Linked DNA regions of Canis lupus: region 1 is linked to region 2. A link is a contact called in public Hi-C data. All regions are on one chromosome and are shown on one strand. The core of a region is the stretch at or near the end of the contact, and the rest is flanking DNA. Distances in the headings are between cores, read along the strand shown. Region 1 has its middle 19 kb from the start of KCNE2. Region 2 has its middle 110 kb from the start of KCNE2.

What was found. Hi-C and Micro-C count contacts between places; a contact is called where the count stands out from the background.
Region 1: a contact with region 2 is called in a Hi-C map of liver, with 1.9 times the contacts expected there. The contact joins two enhancer-like sites. A contact is called at or near these places in 3 of 9 Hi-C or Micro-C datasets (amygdala, liver and skin fibroblasts).

What each region holds. Positions count from the first base shown.
Region 1 is chr31:29,437,443-29,440,142 of UU_Cfam_GSD_1.0, reverse strand. No RefSeq gene overlaps it. Among named protein-coding and RNA genes, the nearest start is that of KCNE2, 19 kb to the left of the region's middle. Within about 2 kb of position 1,327, at least 3 of the 20 cell types and tissues checked have an H3K27ac peak or open chromatin away from gene starts, as enhancers often do.
Region 2 is chr31:29,344,064-29,346,763 of UU_Cfam_GSD_1.0, reverse strand. No RefSeq gene overlaps it. Among named protein-coding and RNA genes, the nearest start is that of KCNE2, 110 kb to the left of the region's middle. Within about 2 kb of position 1,278, at least 2 of the 20 cell types and tissues checked have an H3K27ac peak or open chromatin away from gene starts, as enhancers often do.

The DNA of each region.
Region 1 (2,700 bases), core at 78-2,577, 93 kb before region 2:
GAGACGAAGTTCAAACATATCTGCAGTTGTGTTTACTACCGAGCTTGTTTAGGGCTATTTTAAGAACTGAAGTCCTCTTGTTTTGCTTGCGATGCCCAACTCCTTATAATCTCCTAATTGCCCTGTTTCTTCCTGTGTGGATGAATTATGTTCTGGTCCTTTGTTCTCCCGAATGAAAACATGAACGGGGGAAGGCAAGTGCTTCTTACACGCCTCTGCTCCCAGAGCCCTCTTATTTCCCTAATTCACATATTTCCTAGTCAGGTCTTCTCCTCCCTAATTCCCTTTTCTTTGAGGTTTCAACAAGCAGTCTGACTTATCCTCGTTTGTCTGGGAATTCTTTTCCATCCTGCATCCATGGGAATGCCCTCGACCCCAGGCAAAGTGGGATGGTTTGTGATCCTTGCCGTAAGTTTGAGCACAAGTTCACCTGCGTTGAATTTTAGATTGAGATTTGACTTCAGTCATTGAAGCAGGCTTCCTTCTCCACCCCCTTATTCATGATTCCCTCGGCAAATGTGTACCAAGTAAACTTCAACTCTCCCTGCCATCCCAGACCTATCGTGATGGATCTTGAAATTCCACCTTTGTTGGATTTTGATGCCAACGATTTGTGTCATACCCCTCCTAAGGCTTGCAGTACCAGATGCAGCATCTCATCCAAGCAGATGCTTCATTAATGGTTATTAAATGAAGAGAAAAAAAAATGAATGCCCCTCTCCCCCCTCGAGCTACTGCTTCTCTGTGGTTTCAAGAATGTCATTACTACAAGCTCCGGCTTGGAGCGAAAGATGGACGTCACGATGTCACACAGGGTCTTGGCTATGATAGGGACATCAGTGTCCAGGAGTTTTTAGAACCTGCCTCAAATTCAAAATTCCTGGTTACCCTTCTGGGAATCAGCTCTCCCCGAGTTTGTTTTCTGTGGGGTTTGGATTTATATTTATGAGAAGCTAGCATTTAGGAGGAACCCATAACTCAAGACCAGTTTTAATTTTGCACCAGACCTCAACATTTCAGAAGAGGAGGTAGTGGTTGCAGGAGTGGGAGAAAGGAATTTGCTGGAGAGATTGTCCTCGATTCCCAAATAAGTTCTGTCTCTCTTTCCCAGCCAGACTCTCTATAAAAGGGAAAAGTGGACAACAGGCAGTGGGAAAGGAGCGCGTCCTGGCAACTTGCTGCAAGCCTCGTACACCATGCTGTTTACAAATTCCTGCAGCCAGCCCCGGGATCCAAATGTAGACAACTCTGTTTATGTAACTAAAATAGATGCTTATACCGTGTGATTAAGGTGGCTCGGGGAGCCGGGCCACAATGAGGCGACATGTGCTACAGCCGGGGCCAGAGGGGAGCACAGAGCACAGGAACCCTGGGACCCTGGCAGGTCTAAGGTTTATTAGATTAGTTGTCTGGCCGAGAAATCTCCAAGGGTGGGCACATTGCAGATTCATGGGAGAACTGTGGGTCACTGAGGATGGAGCTCTTCATCTGCGAGGGACCAGCCCAGAGGGTCTCATGAGGGACCAGAGGACACAGCCCCTCCCGGCTGCATCCTCTCCTGCAGTGTTTGGAGTAAAGCCCCCCTCCTGCACCGCCAGGAGAGGAGTGGTTCCACTGCCTGCGTCAATAAAGAGGCTCGAGTGTCCTAGGGTCAGTAGACAGTGCAGCTCAGTGCAACATGCTCTCCACTCACCATGCCCTCGGGCACTCATCTCTGCACCCCTCTCTTCATGAGTGGAAGGTTTGTTCTTCTAGAAGCGGTCAGTGCACGTTTCCCCTCCAGATAGTCTCTCAGCCCTCCCCAGCTGGAAGTGATCATGACTCCCTCCTCTGGGCACTGAGGTCACCCATCCCTGGGTCCATCCACTGCACTCATAAGTGAGCTCTTTGGGCTCAGTATCTGCGTCTCATCATCTTTACACCAACCTTGGCCCTGGCATAGTGTCCAACATGGGCGGTCAAGTTGGCCAATGGCTTGTCTTTCTGAGTCATGGGAAGACAACATCCAGGGGCCATGGGACAAAAGACAGAGCAGCTGCAGAGGTGCCACACCACTGCTAATCACCCCCATAGACTCCCTGAGTCCCAAAGAGGAAGGCCCCCATTCACGCGGCTTCCAGGCTTGGAGGAGCCATGTACTTTGGGGCCCTTTACACACTCTATCTCCTCCTGAGACGTGCTGTCTGGCCCACCCAGATCTACTCTCCGACTCATCCTAATCACCACTCTGGTCTCCCCTGAAATGCCCAAGGAAGTTGAGGACAACATCCTTGATAGCACCTGCTCTGTCTGGATCAAGTCCTCTTCTTATATGTTTGCATCACACACCAGGTGCTGCTATAACGTCTTATGTGTTCTCACCCCCTTCTTGTGGGGTAGAGATGGGTTTTATCCCTGGGACTGTGCCATGGCTCCCCATGAATCCCCTCCTGGCATTACTAGGATGGTATTCAATAATTCTGTAATTATTTGCTTACTGTCTGTTTCCCTGCTTGAGTCTGGAGAACAAGAATTTGTCTTCTTTTCCACTGTCTTCCCAATGCCCAGTCCAGTTACTTGGCTTCACAGAAACAAATGAACTAATGAACAGATGAATTGATTAACCAACTGAAAGAGGCCTGGAAACACTTTAGGAGAGAGAGCCTGGAGCAGTCAGGTTCAAGGTCACCTTGAGGCAGGCAGGAACAAGCTAGAACCTGA
Region 2 (2,700 bases), core at 29-2,528:
TCTGGCACAGGGTTCTGCATTCCCAGGGAACAGGATCCCCATAAATCAGGCCGCTGATTCCAACCTCAAACCCTGAAGCAGAGGGGTTCTTGGCAGAAAGCTCTTATTTTGTCCGCTTATGACTTTTTGTCTAATTACTTAGTCCTGTAAAATCCAATTGGTTGCAACTAGAAAAATGATGATTTTAGCTGTGATGTCTCGTTCACACTGAGCATATGTCTCCTGTCTGCGTCCCTTGGTGACTTTGAAAGCAAGAATAGCAGATTATGGCAAATTCCTCCCAGCAGACTCCAGTCCTAGACAGAAAGCCAAGCAGAGTAGAACATCCAAACCGAGATCACTTAGAAGTTGGGACAGACAAGGGGGCATGAACAGCCTCCAGGCCCTCGCCTGCCAGGGTGCCCACTGAGACCATGAAGCAGTGGGAAACACCTCCCCATGGACTCACCTCCTCAGGGCTGATGAGCCTGACCCCAGCTCTCCAGCTGCTTCACGTCAGGGGAGCTACACCACATCTGGAGCTTTGCCTCTTCATCTTTCGAGAAGCTTGTTCACGGCCTCTGCTTCTCCTTCTCTCCAGGGAATATGCTCTCCCTCTTGTCCTTAGGTTCCCTGCTCCCCAGATCTGGGTGTCTGTAAAACAGCTGGATGGCCTGAAAAAATATCAGCTTGATCCCCATTCCCCGTGGTGCCTAAGGGAGCTTGGCCAGGCTGCTTCACTTCTCTGAACTTCCGTTGTCTTCTCCACCGGAAGAGGGAGGCTGAGCAGCAGCTGACCCCTGCGGTCCTCTTTAGCTCTGTTTGCCTCTTCCCTAGGAGGATGGTGGTGGGTCCAAAGCAAAAGCTCCCTGCTGCCCACTGATAATCAGAGAGCAAGGCTTTCCTGCAGGAAGATGGGTGTGCCTCGTGGTCTGCTCAAGCCCATCCTCCCCGCCTCCCCACCCCACATCCAGCATGCCAGCGAGACAGGATGGCCCCTTGAGCCCCTTTCCCAGCAGCTGGAGGAATGAGCCTGGTTAGAAGACCCCAGCATGGGAGGGAGGCAGTTTGTCAATAAAAAGTAAATAAATACAAAAAAAATACGTTAAGATCCTCTTATAGGGAGCATACTTGGCAGTGAAGCTTAAATCTGTGTGGTGTGTGTGATGTGTGTGTGTGATGTGTATGTGTGGTATGTAGTGTGGTCTGTGTGGTGTGTATGTGTGATGTGTGTGGTATGGGGTGTGGGTGTGGGGCGTGGGTGTGAGATGTGTGCAGTGTGGTGCGTGTGTGTGGTGAAATGTGTGGTATGTGCGATGTGGTGTGTGTATGTGTGATGTGTGCAGTGTGTATAGTGTATGTGTAATATGTTTGCCTGGTGTAGTGTGTGTGTAGTGTGGTATGCAGCGTGTGTGATGTGGTGTGTATGTGTTTGTGTGGTGTGTGTAATGTGTGTGTGTGTGTGTGTGTGTGTGTGTGTGTGTGTAGCCAGATCCACCTTTTCAACACCTGTTGACACTAAGGATAAAAGTTTTTTTTTTTAAGATTTTATTTATTTATTCATGAGAGACACACACAGAGAGAGAGAGAGAGAGAGAGAGAGGCACAGAGAGAAGCAGGCTCCTCGCAGGGAGCCCGATGTGGGACTCGATCCCAGGCTCCGAGATCACGCCCTGCTCCGAAGGCAGATGCTCAACCACTGAGCCATCCAGGCGTCCCGATAAAAGTTTTTTTATTTGGGATCAGAACATTGGTATAAAGGGCATTTTGGGGGACATTGGTGGAACGTGAATATAGGCTATATATTACATTCAGTATTGTATCAGAGTTCAATTTTCTGAACTTCATAAACATATTGTGATTTAACAATGAGTTATTGTTATTACTAGTCATTACTAGTATTCAGAGATGAGGGATCATGGTGTCTGCAACTTATTCTCAAATGGTTCAGCAACTAATGGTAATGACATAATAGGTCTACACAAGGAGCGCTAAAAGCACACGCGCCAATGCCACTCCTGGTAAATGCAGGTCAAGGGCAGACAGACGTGCACTGTGCTCTTCTCACAGATTTCTGCACACTTGAAAAGTCTCCAAATAAAAGGTGAAAAACTAAGGAAAGTAAGAAATTTCAAAAACAAAATGGAGATTTTGAAAACATCCTAGTTCGGGCTTAGAGGCAGCAGGTATGAAGACAGGCGAGAGCCTCTGGTTCATGGCCCTCGTGGGTTTGAGCGCATCACAGTGAGCCGCAGAGCCGGGCCAGCCTTGCACTGCTGTGTTTTGCTGGAGAGAGCCCAGGAAGGGAGACCACTGTCAGTGGGTAAGAAAGACAGGCCCTGGGCCATTACCCCGTGGAAATCAAAGGCCCCCCCAAACGCAGGAGGCCACCAAGAGGGGCAGTACTTCAGCCCTGGAGGTGAGGGGACTTACTTCCCAAGGCATCTGATCTGACCCGTTGGAGTTTCAAATGGGGCTGCTACTCACCAAAATCTCCCTCTCTCCTCACCAAGCATCAGCACCTTCTTTCCTTCTTTAACCTCCGATTTGCTTTGCAGTGATTGATAAGGAGGAGGCTGGCAGTGGGTTGCCCCCAGAGGCAGGAGGGCTGGGCCCTTGGCCACCCATGCCACGTGACCCCAAGTCAACAGGTCTGCTCAGGAGACCTCAGTTCAACAGACATCACTGAGATCCAAGATTAGAAGGGGCGATACAACCACA